2 separate regions of the Oryzias latipes genome follow, and region 1 is linked to region 2. The links are chromatin contacts, called in public Hi-C maps. All regions are on one chromosome and are shown on one strand. Each heading gives the region's core, a stretch centred on a gene start, on an enhancer-like site or on the middle of the called end of the contact. The rest is flanking DNA. Distances are from core to core; before and after follow the strand shown. Region 1 holds the start of LOC101167661 (neutral cholesterol ester hydrolase 1). Region 2 overlaps fndc3b (fibronectin type III domain-containing protein 3B).

Region 1 (7,670 bases), core at 4,226-6,725, 130 kb before region 2:
TTAATTAAAAACAAAATTAAGCTTGACTTTTCCAATAAAGCTGTTGATACTTGCCAAGTTGTTGTTTTTGTTTAAATGGTCTCCAATTTTTATTGTTTGAGAAGACTTAAAGATAAAGTTGTTGTTTGTATTTTATAATCATGATAGTAATTTTTAAAATGTTGTCATTTTGACCTCCAAATCTGCTGTAGAACTGTAGATGTTTATGAGGATGTCTGGAAATGTTACGATTCACCAGCAGAGGGCAGTGTTGCACTGTTTTTCAATCATTTCATTTCGAACTGACAAAGCCTTTTGTTTGTTTGGAAAAAATGTTTATTAGATTAAAAACTATATTTTTTTTATTTGAGGAAGCTAGAAAACTGAAGTTAATGTTGTAAAATAAGTAAATATTGTTTAAAAAGCCACTTTCAAAATGTTTCTAGCCTGTGATTTCTTTTATTTATAATGCAGGTAAAAAAACAAATTTAAGCTGAGTTATAAACTGTATCTAGAAAAGAGAATCTTTTATTTTTATTTCATTTAGGAAAAGATTTGTGAGCGTCACAGCAGCTCAGAAGAGTATACCTTTCTTTGAAGGACTGAAAGTTTGACTTAAGTCACATCTTATAAATATTAGGAAATATAGATCTACATCTTAAAGTGTTCATAGACGAGTCAGGACTTTGGGTTTGTATACCGCTCTGCTGCTAGTAGAGGTCAGCAACACTGTTCACGCCATCATTCCAGGCAGAAACATAGTTAATTCTAAAAAATAAAATAATATATTATGGTCTGTAGAAAAGTGTATAAGTTCCTCTACAAATTCTGGAAAAATATATATTTTTTGTAAATACTTTTATTTAAGTCCACATTATTGTGCATTTTAATTGAAGTTTCCATAAACACGTAAAATATAAATGTCAACCTGGTTGTTTAAATTTATTTTAAATAAAAATTTTACTTAATTATAGGTATAATATTTCTATATTTTGTTCAAAAGATATTCAAAAAATAATCCAGGTAGTAAAATAGTTATAGAACAGTAGAAAAACAAACTTTTAAAAACTTTTATTGAATCATTAATTACATGCTTGAAAACTTGTGATCTATTCTGAAAATATTGAATCATTTGATTGTCAACAGGCACAACAAAGTTTTTTTTCCAAACTTGTCAGAGATTAGTTTGTGAATCAGTGCTAAAACATTTATGATTAAATGAAGCTGATCAGTCAGAATCAAATGGAAATTAAAATTTTTATAAAAATGTTAATGAAAAATGTAGCAATAGTTTTTTGTTTAGAGTGCTAACTGCTTTTATTTCTAAGGGTAAAGGAAGTGACTGCATGTTTTGTCTGTAAAAAGCCTCTCTTTAGTAGTTGATGTATCTTTCTGTCAGGCTGCAAATTTCTTCCTAACAGTAGAAATTTCTGTATAAAAGTTGAGACGGTCGCAGACTCGTTTGGACCCTGAGTTTGGAAGGAAAACTCGTTATTTACAGAGTTGGGTTTAGTGCATTCACTTCCTGTTTCCTGCAGAGCTTTGCTCAAAGCTCTCACAGGTTGCTCTGCAGCCAGCTGACGTAAGCGCGGACCGCCCTCTTCCCCACATCAAAGTCCAGCGGCCAGGCGATGAAGCCGAAACAGCCGTGAAAGCCGTCCTCCAGGTGCTCCACGCTGACGGTGACGCCGGCGTCCCGTAAGCGCTGAGCGTACATCAGCCCGTCGTCCCTCAGCACGTCGTACTCGCACGTCATGATGAAGGCACGCGGGCATTTGGCTATTGCCGCGGCTTCGGCCAAGAGCGGCGCCGCCCGCCTATCCAGAAGCCCCGGCACCTTCTTCAGGATCTCCGGTGATCCCTTCTTCTCCACCACGAGCGGCGTGTGGTTCTTCTTGAACTTCGGCGGAAGCAGGACGGTCCAGTCCAGCCGTGACCTCAGCTCCGTGGTGAAGGCGGAGTGGAGCGAGCTGCTGTGGTTATTTGCTATGAACTGAGGCAGCAGGGAGAGGTCCGCGTTGAGGTACTGCAGCCAGAACCTGACCATGGTGTGGCGAGGAAGTACGGCCATGTTCTGGTTCTGCACATAAGACGGAGTGTTGAAATCCAGAGCCTGAAGCACCGGGTAGATCAGAGCCTGGACGCTGAACTTCACGGGCACGCCGTCGTCCGTGGAAATCTGGAAGGACACAAACGCATCAGGCGATGTCTTCATCCACAGAACCGGGCCAGGCGGGTCTCGTTTGCACCTCCTGAGCGACCGCAGCAGCCAGGTTTCCTCCAGCGCTGTCTCCAGAAACCGCCACACGCTCCGGGTCGATGGCGTACCGAGCCAGAACTTCAGGAGATAAGAAGTGTTTGGCAGCAGCTAAGCAGTCCAGAAAGGGCTCTGGGAAGTGGACCTCTGGATACAGGCGATAGCTGCAAACACAGAGCAGTGAGCTGCAGCTGGAGGCAAAACAAACCCACCGCTGCCGGCCTCAGACGCACTTACTCCACACTGACCACCACGCAGTTCAGCTCATCAGAAACCATGCTGCTGATGGAGTCATAGGTCCCAAATTCTGCAGCAGATGGAAGAGAGATGATGCTGAATTATTCCTAGAAAGACTCATTCCGAATGACAGTTTTGAGCTCAGACAAGAAAATGACTGGATTTAGTCGTCTACAAGTGGAGGCATCAGAATGGGCCGCTGACTGTTGGATCCGCTTGAACACAAGCGTGTACGTCTCCGTTCTCCTCATCAGAGCTGGCATCTGGCTCAAAACAGTACAGCTGGACAGCTCCACTGTTGCTCGCCATTATTGTTGCAGCATTACTGTTAGTTTGTGGTTGGGAGGGGCTGTTAGCTAGCTGTAAACAAAGGGATCATGGGACATTAGCGGAGGGTTGCTCCACACCAACAGTTCTGCCTGCAAGGAATTTCTAATATACTCCTGCCCCTCTGCAGAAACTATGTCCTAGAAAAGGAGAAGTTATTTTGATTTTTGGCTTAAAACGGGATTGTTAAAAGACCACTGGGAACGCTTTAAAATCAACCCAAAATATAGTTGCAGTGGGACTTTACCTGGTGTAAAATATCATAACTTTACTTTCTAGTTGTACCTTTTTATAGATATTTATCTGTCTGGTTTTCGGCGTTTACTACAAATTCGTGACTGCAACTACATTCCTCACTTTTTGTCCAATCGAAGAGCGGTTAACGAAAACTTCAGAACTTCCCGAGCTTCCCGAAATACTTTATGGGAAAGAACTTATAAATTAGATTATTCAAAAGCTGACTAAATTTTTTTTACAATCGTATAAAAGTACGTTTATTTTTGTCAAACATGTTAAATTAAGCTGAGTTGGTTAATTTAAAAACGCTGCATAGAAACAAATGTGGTAGCATTTGTTTTTTTTTTTATCTGCAGGCACAGGTTTGATTATTTTTTTTATCCTTTTACTTATCACTTCTTACACACAGAAACTTCTTTAAGTCTTTGTACTTTTTTAAAAAAAAGAAAACATTGTTTAAAAAGCTATTTTGTTGATGTGACAAATCAGTTTATTTATAAAGTTTCTGTTTTGATTCAATTCAGTCCAAATAATTTCAAGTCTGCGTCTTCTGCTGGTGCATGGGTGAGGAAGCAGGGGGCGACAGCGAGGCTCAAACTAGCATCTGTACTCACTGCCACTTCCAAAGGCCCAGCCGCCTCCGTGGAGATACATCAGGCCTCTCCTCAGATGGCCCTCGCCGCCCGCCGGGGGCTCGTAAACTCTCACCGGGACGCCAGCGAACGTGGTGTCTGTGAATTTGACCCCTGGGATGACTCCTCCCCTGGAGTCCACGGTCATGAACCCCTCAAAGCTCTCCAACGAACTCTTGACAGAGCTGATGGAATGACCCAGGTCCAGCCATTCCTTTAAGAATCCCTGAAGAAACGAGAGGGAGGGGCCATTAACTAATACATACACCCTTTTGAGAGGGTCCTACCCCGGTCTTTGAGAGGCCGCACCTCACACCTGATTCAGGTGCAGCCGTTAGGGCAGAGACACCTGAAAAACCAGCAGGACGCTGGGCTAGGACTGGGATCGGGATCGGACAGCCCTGCCCCAAAACGTGTGAAAGGTCAGGAGAAGAAAGAGGAGTTGAAGGATTTGAAGTGTCGTCATGCACCGTTTTTCCCACTGAAGGGTCAGAGTGAGTCAGGGCGTCTGAGAACGCAGCTCCATGGAACAGATCCCGCCACACCAGTTTCTAAAGTGCTCATTTACCTCGTGGATTTTTGGGAGGAAACCTTCATTACGAACCAAAGTCAGGGTTTGTCCTGCAGAAGACAATCGGAGGCGATTCAGAGCTAAATTCTGTGGGTGGGTGACGGGTCGGTCAGGGTGTGCAAACACAAATGCACTGACTGACGTTCTTGCGAAATGAAAAAACACTGTTGTAAAATGTTTTGTGTGTGTGTTTTAATTTTTTTATTTCGGTCTGGACAACATTCTTGATGGCAAAACGTGTCGTTGCATCATTTTTCCGTCAGGTTGTTTGGAGAATTTGGTTATAATCTCCTGAATAAATCAAATAGTTCTGCTTTATTTTAGGCCAAAATCTAAAAAACCTAAGAAAGTTAGAAGAAAAAGTGAATTAAACTTAAGTTTATTAACAAAATTATATTTTTTAAATGAACAGTTTTTGCTTCTGTTAATGTGAAATCAGTGTACAGGGATTTATTTCTTCAGGATTTTTAACAGAATATATGTAAAAAATCCATATTACATCTTTCATTTAGTCTAAACATTAGTGGGTTCCAGTAACTTAGTGCACCAATTCTTTAAAAAAATTCTTTGACTTTCAACAGAACAGCTTCCTTCATAAACAGACGAATAGAGTCGCTCTAATAAATGTTGCCTTTGCTCTGTCAGTTTCAAAATGTAGACCAAAGGTGAGACAGCAGCGCAATGATCTGACAGCCTGCCAGAAAAAAAACTGTTTAATGCTCCACGTTCTCTCTTTTTTTTATACGATTTTTGAATTTTCTCTTCATGCAAAGTTGTAGTTAAGTGTTTGCTTGCAAATAGAATCAATGGAAATGTTTAAAGAGGGTGTGGACTTTATCTAAAAAAAAAAAACAAAAAAAACTGGACTACAGTATATTGCAAAACGTTTACAATCAACGTGCATACATTTCATCAGTAGGTGAGTTATAGTCGGGTCAAAGTCCACTTTTTTCTCTTCCATATATACATGTCTATATTTTACAATTTCTGCAAAGCTAAACAGGGCAAACTAATATTTTTTTATGCACGTGTGTCCTGCAGGACAGAGCCGCTCTTCTTACCAGGTGCATCATGGTCCTGAACGTCGCGTCCAGCATCATCAGCTTCCAGGGCTTCTCGATGGCGTCCGGCAGCGGTTGGTAGATGTAATAAGCGACCGCGACGGTCAGCAGCGCGGCAACCACAAGCGGCTTCCACTTCATCTTGGTGCATCTGTCAGCTGCAGCTCCTCCTGTCAACCTATTATGTCAATCGTACCCGACCGGAAGTGAGCTGAGGGGACTTCCGCTTAAGCTAAAACTCAATCTTGGTCCTCGGAGTAAATTCAAATATCTACAATTAATTTGTTTAAAGACACACTTTGGATTTATTTTATGTTGCGGAGTAAAACAGTCTTCATGTCCGAAATTTCTTTTGTAAATTAATTCACATTTCTTTAACAATACTTTTATTCTGAAAGGCCAGCAGTTGCACGAAGGGGTTTCTGGGAATTTGAGTGTTTGATTAAATTTGCTCAAACTGTACTGCACGTTTGTGACCACTGAAGGACGCTGTAAACTTACCGATCCATTCAAAGAAATAAAGTTAAGCAGATTAAAATAAAACGAAATAAATAGTATTATTATTAAGAAATTCTGTTTTGTTCTTAGTAGCTGAAGTAGCTCAAAGTTCCTTTTTTGTGTGTGTTTATATCAGTCTGCAATTTCATATTTATTTGGCTGTGTTATCAAAATCTAGACGTTTACAAAAATACTGAATGTCTATAAAGAAAATTTAATATTCTGATTATTAATTTAGTCTGTCTTTAATGGCAGTATTTTATTGTAACAGAGTTTTTATAGTTATTATAGATATAGTTATTATAGATACAAAAAAGCTGCAATAAGTATGAAATGAAAATATCAAATCATTCACTAAAATGTTTTTTTCTAGGGAAATTTCATCTTGGAAAAAATGCAGAAAGTTGTTGGAAAATCTGCACTTTAAATTCTATCCAGATTAATAATTTTGGTTCATTTCTGTTGATATTTTTTCTCCACTTTTAGTTAGCTTTACTCTCTACAGATATAATGTGATTTGATGCAGCTAACACAGGTTCTGAATGGGATTTTATGCCATCAAAGGTTCATAGGAAGAATTTCGATGTGTTCATGATGAACCACTCTGACCATTCTGTTGCCTGCAGACTTATTTTCAAGACTGGTTCAAATGTGGGTCAAACACCCAGAGAGGCGGAGGAACTGACGTCAGAGACGACGCTGCACAGAGTGTCGGTCACATTTTTATGTGCTATTAATCGTCCTGTCAGTGCCTTTCCCTGGTGGCTCCCAGCAAGACAAACCTTAGCCTTGATAAAGATTTGGCCCTAGAGCTGACTTTCCAAAACAGAAGCAGGAGCAACAGACTGACAGGCAAACCGACGCGGAGAACAGACCGGAGCAAGAAGCTTCATTATATGACAGAAAAAACCCTCACACACTAGCTTTTCATAAGTGACAGATATTTATAGTCCAGTTTTCTTTATGGTTTACATTCCATCTTCTAAGCCCTTAGATTCTGGACGTATTGACCACATTCAGCACTTGATCAATTTCCATGAGCCGCTGGTAAACGAGCGTCAGCAGGAAACCCAGGCTGTAAATTTGATATATGTGCTTTCGTAAGAGACTGCGTGATCATGTGTGGCAGAAAAGTGTGCATTAAAATTCCCCCTAGCTTTCCCCTCCCTGACTGCTGTGTGCTGGCCCGCCGTCTCCCTGCAGTCTGTGGTATGGCGGGCAGAGACGGGGGCCCCTATCTCCTGTCGCTGGCTGGAATTACACTTATGGTCATTTAACTCGACCTGAGCGCACAGAGCAGAGATGGAGGGCTTTTTTTCCCTCCATTTTTAGTTTACTCAGCCTCAGCCTCTGACGCCACCATCAGAGGCGTCCTGTGATTACACCTCCTAACCTGCCCTGCATCTGGTATTTTGATCTAGGGCAAATTAGGACAGAAAACCAGATCTAACAGAATGTAAAGGATGTTTTACAGCTGTGTGCTGCATGTAGAAACCAGAGAACACAAGTCGACCCTAAATATGCTCCAACCGACACTCTCCTGCCAGAGTCGTTTACAGGAAATTGCTGCACATGAAATCAGGAATGTCTTTGAGTGTCATCAGGGATGCTGACTGTGGTTGTGTGACCACAGCTGCAGAAGATGGATGAAGGCATCCAGGCTCATTTTCTCCTCTCATATTATCACAGTGAGTCACAGTGAGGAAAGGTGAAACTGATCCTGAGACTCGGAGCAAAAAGGACACTATCGTAAAATAAAGTAATGAATGGGATGTAATTGGATTATTAAAAGCAATCATTTCAATTCACTTTCAGCAAATCATTTTTGACTCCTGTCGGGTTAGATATGTGTGGAGCTGCATTTTGGACAC
Region 2 (7,193 bases), core at 1,252-3,751:
AAAGCCACAGTTTTCAAACTGTCTGAACTATGTGAAAACCATCCTCCCCCCATTCAAAAGCAGAAATGAGTTAGTTTTCTTTGGGGGGGAAGGAGCAAAAAATGAAGTCTGTCCTGGTCAAAGCGTTACATAATTGAGCAGAACACAAAACGTCTGCAAAGTCTTCTCCTCCCAATGCAGCACACGTCAAAGGGTCCATAAATCAGAGAGGAAGGAGCCGCACATTTATTGCTATGGGGGAGGGGGGCAACTCCAGACCTTCAAGGCCACCGTCCAACTTGCTTGACCCACTTACTGTTTATTACCTGGGTCAGGTGTTTCCAGGTACTCATGTTTATGCTTCTTGAAAAGAAGAAAAACAGCAAATCTTGTCTTTAAAGTGTTTTTCAGCATTTCAGTGAACTGCTGTTCCAATTTACTGAATTGTTAGTTGGGTAAGTTTATAAAAAAAAGAAAGAGGAACCCCCATCCACTCCCATGTGGGGACTTTTTCACATCATTTTACAGATGATCAAACCTAAGGACAAAGATTTATCTCTTTCAACGTGGCAGAAATCTTAACTGAACCATTAAAGACAGTTTAAAGAGCAGATTCTGACACACTGTCATTCAAAGTTTTTAATGAATACCACTCTCAAACAAGAAGTGACTTGGGAAAAATTAAGGCAAACTATTTGTTTGGTGTAGCTCACTGAAAGGATCTCGAAAAAATTTGACAGAAGTTGGTTTGTCGTCTGTTGAAGAATGCATCTCACATTAGTTTTCATTTGGTTTGAAATCAAATGTTGAGAAATTTCTGAATGACTTATTTGGTAACAATTTTTTGATAGAATGGCTTTTACTTTGAAAGCCTTTCAGACAGGCGTGTCCAAAGTCCGGCCCGTGGGCCAAATGCGGGCCAGATTTCTTCTGGCCAGCAGGCTCCTGCCAAAGTATCAATAATATTTAGCGCCCAGCACTTTCTGAACTATGATTTCTTGATTGTGATTGGCTTATGTTATAAGCTGTTGCAAACCTGTGGCAACTTGACTTTTAGAGTCTTTAGGGCCAAACGAGAAAAAGAGATTTGTGAACTTAGATTGACAAAGTATTTTTCCAGAAAATTTCTTCATTGCATCTTTATTCTTCAAATAAAAAAATTCCCAGTAACTTTAGTAAAAATGTATTTAGATATATTTTTGTTATATGTGAAGAGATGAAAAGTATCTCATTAAAAAAACGTATTTATTATATAGTTCATTTGCATTTAATGGTATTAAGGGAGTTCCTAGAATGCAGGTTGCTGGGCCTTTGCAGTAAATTTGGACACTCCTGCTTTAGGAAGACTTTAGGATACCAGTCAGTTCCTGTTTGGGTGAAACCTAACTGGCCATAAGGTAGACATTATGCAAATGCTGTACACGGTGATGTAATTAGGAAAGGTAAGGAAAACATGGGCTTCAAATGAGGCATTTAGACATCTCAGAGAAGCGTCTTCTAAGGGACAAAATAACTCCCTCTGCTATAGACTTTTGTTTTTTTTCATCTCTGCGGACAATTTGCATCGACCAAAAGCTGAATAACATGTTGAAGGAAAGGCACAAATCCAGCAGATCTAAATGACCTCTAACGGGGAATGTTTCAACATAGCTTTCGCAGACTAAGCCCGTCTTTCAAGGACTTAGGGATTCTTGGTTTGATCATTTTTTTAAAGAACAAACGCCAGAAATAGAACTGGTGGTCATTGTTAAAGATTGGGAAGTATTAGACACTGAAGGAGGGCATTCTGTAGAAAGCTTTGCTCCGACCACACGTTAAGTATGTGCCAGACATTCCACCTTTCCTTTCAGTTGTAGTTAATAAAAACAAGTATCCAGCCTCCCGCCACATCTGCGCCCAACAGGAATGTGCTGATTTGTGGTGTTAAGGCCATTCGTTTTCTTTCCTGTATGAATTTGTGCCTGTGTTCTCCCTTGAATGCCCCCAGAATGGGGGGAAAAAGAGAAGGAATCAATAGACCGTCCTCACAAACATTTGTGGTGAGCGGCTTGTGGTATTGTGTTCCTACGGCTATGAAAGTCAGGTCATTGGCTGCCTGTGTTTGTCTGTGTGTGGGTGTGTGTTAGTCGGGAATCGGCCAAGTATGAGCGGGAGGTACTGTCACTCTTACATAAACAAGGCGGATGGGGGAGACGGGCCTTCGCTGGACAGCTTTCAGGGGGTGTGAATGTTGGAAGCGATGGGGAAAAATCTGTGCGATTGGCCAGAATGGATAGATTTTTAGTATGTGTCAAGGTTTTCCTGTTTGTGGGTGTCCTGTGCTTATATTCAAGTCAATTCCTTGCCAATAAAACGTACATGTAGAGCTGGTATGTAGGCCAGCTCCACATGTCCTCCCACAGGGACTTTGCCCTTATCTTCCTGTAAACACTCTGTTTTTCCCCTCTTCAGCAGAGGAGGGGATGAGGGGGAGACGAGGGCCTCCTCTTCATCCGCCTTCTCCTAACGCCCCCCTTCTCTTGAATTTCTCCCTCGGATTAGTTCTGTAACCTTCTTTGTCCCCTCCTGGCGGCCCTGCGCACCCTCACTCCTTTCTTTTCTCTGTCTGGTGTGTTTTGACAGTGCGCTGCTTCTCAGTTTGTGTTGGGGCGTTTGGGGTGGTGTTATGTGGCCTGTTTCTGACAGTGTGGATGTTGTTGTTAGGGACCAAGGATTGCTTCCCCTCTCTGCAGGGAGTGTGTGTTTGCTCTCTCCTTGGAATGCGCGCCTGTGAAAGTGTCTGAATAGCTGGAATGTGTGTGTGAATGTGTGTCCCCCCCAGTTCCTCATTGTGAAAGTTATTATATGTATTGAAACTTTAGTCATGCGAGGCATTTGCTTCTATTGACAAGAACATTACTTGGTTTCAACACTTTGAGAGAACCCATTACTATCTCCTTATCCTTTGTCAAGGTGTTGGATAATTCCTGAAAATAATTGCTTTATCACAGGTCCTACTATACACAAAAACTCATAAAAAAAGAGAGCAAAAAAAAGATAAGAAACTTAGCATTTATCATTAAATTAGGCAGTATTACAATCTGGTCAGTTCAATATTAAGCCGAATCCGAATACTTCCCCTACCTCTACGGCTTCAGCCTACCACACCAATTGTAGGGGCATTTGGAGGAGTAGGGTTGTCCGAAATAGTTTTTTTTTAGGGCTAACTCTCACGGCGGCGGGATGCAGTGCTGTCTCCTGCTAGGGTGTTACGCGTTATCCGTTTTCTTTGCGTGGGTATTATCTGTTGCACACATGTGTAAATTTAAATTTAAGTAATGACTTTTTGTTTTAGCATGACCTTTTTAAGTTATAAAACCAATGTTTTTACGTAGTATAGCTGAATAATACGAATCACATTACTAACATTAGTTAATGCATAATTAAGCATTAACTAGCTGTTAATTAAGTGTTGATTGCCACTTTTAGCCATTACTTTGCATTATTAAGTGTATTACTGAGGGATATTTTTCTAAGCAAAATCTAAAGTTTATTGTTTAACCTCACTTAATGCATTGAAAGCATTGAGTAAAGAATAATTGCTCAGGCTACAATATGGTTCCAATGATCAATTCATAATTATTAAATAAGGTAATTAATGCTTAAGTAATGCCTATTAGGCTTTTCAGCATTAATTAAGAATTAGGTCATCCTAAAAACACAACATAGTAAAAATGATTACTTTAGACATTAAGACTCTACAAACACATTAACATGTAGTTATTGCATACTTAATGGTAAGCAGTTGTATAAGACAGCTTGTAATAAATTCTTAATGCATTATGTAAGTATGAATATTAAACACGAGCGGCTGTGGTAAAGCGGTAGGGCGGTCGACCCATGATCGTAAGATTGCAGGTTCGATTCCCGCCTTGCACGCCCATGTTTCGAAGGGTCCTTGGGCAAGACACTGAACCCCACCTTGCCTCTGGTGGGAGGTTGGCGCCAGTGTTCGGCAGCGGAGCCGCCATCAGTGTGTGAATGTGTGTGTGCATGGGTGAATGGGACTATGACTGTAAAGCACTTTGGGCCTTCGAAAGAGGGTTGAAAGCGCTATATAAGTATACGCCATTTACCATTTAACATTTACCAAACATTAGTTATCTGCTAACTAAAGCATGTAGTAATACACTTAGTAATGGAAAGTAATGCATAAAAGTTCTACTTTTTTTAATAGTTTATTAATGCTTCATTATGAATTAACAAATATTACTGAAGAAACCCGCTTTGTATAATGTTACCAACCTTTTTGTGGTATCCCGAATTACTCGAATGCAAATTTTAGCTATTAAAAAAAACCACATTGAAAATAAGATACTAACCATCCCTCCCCGCACAGTTGTCTTGAATAAATATGATAAATGATTACCGGTAAATGTAAAGTTGAACATTTTAACAGGAGCTGACAAGAAATTGTTCTAATTTGAAACCAGATTGGCCTTCTCATTCAAATGAATGGGAAGCTGTGTCCAAACATTTGGTCTGTACTGTAAATATATAAATATTAGTCAAATGGTAAAGTAATAATTTCTTGTTGTTGTATAGCAATAAAAATGTAGCGTCCCGATTATTTTTTGTTAATGTGTCTGTTAGTTGTGTAGAAGTGTGTTTGTTGCTCAGTTTCTCCTGAGTTGTTCACAGAGTGAACTTGTGGTGAACTTGTTGCAGTGCTTCACAGATGACGAGCTCTCCAAAAGCTTTCACCTCACCTCGTTTGGTGTTTTTAATGCCTTCAAAAAGACTGACGGAAAATTGTTCTTTCTTCCTGTCTACTTTTAAATGATTTCCATTAATTACCGGTACACAGAAATGTTTTTTTAAAGCAGTGAAGAGTTTGTTTGTATTTTTCACATAATGAAACTTTTCCACAATTTGTTGCTTTGGAACTGGTAAAGACCCAAAAATATTTAGAACATGCTAACATTTTAGGACTCACAGGAATGCCTCCATAAAGACAACATTCTTTATTTCAGTTTTCATGGGTTTTGTAATTTGTTCCTGCCCACAGGTGCTGGAGGATACCGCGGGGGTCCGTCGAGTGGTGGTGACCCCTCAGTCTCCAGAGTGCTACCCCCCTTCATACTCCCCAGCTCTGTCCCCTACACACCATTTGCCCCCTTATTTGGCTCACCCCCACTTCATCCCCAACTCTCATTCCTTCTACCCTGTAAGCCCAGGGGAGCTGCCTCCCCACCAGTACTACCAGCACCACCTTCCCCCCATGTATGGCGACCCAGGTAACCAATCTGTCTACTAAAAGGGTTTTTCTTAAGGGTTTTGAAACATAAAACTTGGAAAAATAAAACCTATCATCTTCTCTTTAAGAAATCATCTCAGTTTATGGGATGTCGAGCTACATAAGCACAGAAGAGACGTACAGTAAGCCGCAGCCTAAAAAGATCAAGGAACCACGGCAGCTGGAGCCACAGAACCGGCTCAATTCTCTGCCCTCCACTCTGTATAAGGGCAGCATGGGACCGGCGCACAATGGATACAGGTGAATGTTTTTAGAAAGATTAAAATAACATATGCCAACTCAATATAGATGTGAATGTAATTTACCTGTCAATTAAAAAAAAAGGGCATTTTGATTTCTAAACTTTTAAACATTTGTTTAAATGAAAGAAAGCTATCCAACTTTCATTTTTCTTTGCCCTCCTTTGTGTTAATCAAGTCATTTTTTATTCGTGATTCCTTTTGTGATGCAGCAACAAAACGCACGCCTCGTCACTCGGGTCAGTGGGGTCAGGGAGTGGAGTCAGCAGTCCAGGGGGCAAGAAACCAGAGAGACGACTCCGCTGCAGCCCCAGAAACAATGAGCCAGAGACACACACACAAGGTAGAACACACCAACACAATGGCGTCTGTTTCCAACCTGTGCATTGCTGTAGTGCTGTGTGCGGTGAAATCACCACTTCTCTCTCCCTGGAAGAGTCACCTGTCGTCCTGCTGTCTTTGTATCTGCCTTTATTCTCATTACCCTCGGTGCCCCCTCTGCATTTAGGCCCCATGACGGGAACATGTTGCCCCTTTCTTTCTCCGCCCACAAAAAAAAAAAGAAAAAAAAAAAGAAAGATTGGATGAAAAATGAATGCAGCCTCACTGGAGTGAGGAGATCATAAAAGCGGCAGGATCTGGATGGACGGGTTGAGGTGGGATGGTGGGGAAGGGGCTAAGAGGGGTTGTCTGGGTAACCACATAGTTGAATCCGTCCCTGAGCGCTATCGTTTTACCCCCACTACAATACCAGCCTTGTTGGTGAAGGCTGAGCCATAGAGTGGGGGGGTTGGGGTGAGAGCGATAGGTGAAGAGGGGGGGGGGTTACATACCTTTAGAGTCCAACAGAGTATGAGGGAAACCTTTGAGGTCTGCGATTTAAACAGCGCGGCTCAGCCTTATCGCTCGCACAGACAGACACAGGACCCTGAGGTGTCCCGGCCCACATGCACCTGGTTACATGGCGCACCTGGCTCATGTGCTCGCACACATGTAACCTCTAGAGATGCATGCGTTTATGGACGCCATCATTTTGACTGTCAAGCTCTTCTTAAAATTTAACGTCACCGTAAAAGGATGATTTAATCCTTTTCAGTTGGGTGTCGGATCACAGGAAGGTTCCAGCTGAGTCGGGCGGGTGCAGATCTTTCCTGCAGTTTATGACCTCCGATTCTTTTATCAGAAAAACACAAAGAAGTCAGACTTGTCCCACCTTCCAGGAGATTTTTAAGCTTTATTATGTGGGACAAATAAAAATGGCTAAAGCACTTAATTTGATTTAATATCGAGTCATATTTACCACTTGCTGTTTGACCAGAATTCTTTTGCAAAATCTCATTTTTTATTGTAACTGTTGCTGTTTGAACTTCGTGAAAGAAATTGGGTAAAATCTCTCATTTTTTTCAAAGTAAAATTGTAATTTAAAATTAAACACATATTAATAAAAAAACTTGTTGGGTGCATTAAAAATTTGAGTAGCTGTAAAATCAGTTGTTCATTAAATTTCATGCAGGGCAGTGTTGGAGTGAATAAAAGGGTTTGTGCAATGAAAGCAATCACATATTCAATCTAAGTGTCAAGCTTTTTATCCTTGATATTTTTAGTAATGTTTTTTTTTAATGCTTTTAATTTACGCTCAAGTTTCAGACATTTTTTCCCTTCACAGTTTAGTCTTAAAA

Evidence for each region. Hi-C and Micro-C count contacts between places; a contact is called where the count stands out from the background.
Region 1: a Hi-C map of gastrula embryo shows a contact between it and region 2, with 1.9 times the contacts expected there. The contact joins the promoter of LOC101167661 here to the enhancer-like site in region 2. A contact is called at or near these places in 3 of 5 Hi-C or Micro-C datasets (embryo, fibroblasts and gastrula embryo).

What each region holds. Positions count from the first base shown.
Region 1 is chr22:5,718,714-5,726,383 of ASM223467v1, reverse strand. LOC101167661 (neutral cholesterol ester hydrolase 1) reads right to left here and starts at 5,475. Exons shown (of 5, transcript XM_004082166.4): 1 at 5,302-5,475; 2 at 3,652-3,895; 3 at 2,474-2,543; 4 at 2,229-2,400; 5 at 1,036-2,158. The coding sequence starts at 5,442. The coding sequence ends at 1,535. LOC105356895 (a long non-coding RNA gene) reads left to right here. Exons shown (of 2, transcript XR_002872619.1): 2 at 5,282-5,872.
Region 2 is chr22:5,583,234-5,590,426 of ASM223467v1, reverse strand. It overlaps fndc3b (fibronectin type III domain-containing protein 3B), which reads left to right. Exons shown (of 27, transcript XM_004082165.4): 5 at 5,027-5,255; 6 at 5,344-5,515; 7 at 5,727-5,857. Among protein-coding and RNA genes, the nearest start is that of pld1, 50 kb to the right of the region's middle. Within about 2 kb of position 2,501, at least 6 of the 8 cell types and tissues checked have an H3K27ac peak or open chromatin away from gene starts, as enhancers often do. A contact at or near this core is called in embryo and gastrula embryo, where this site is marked.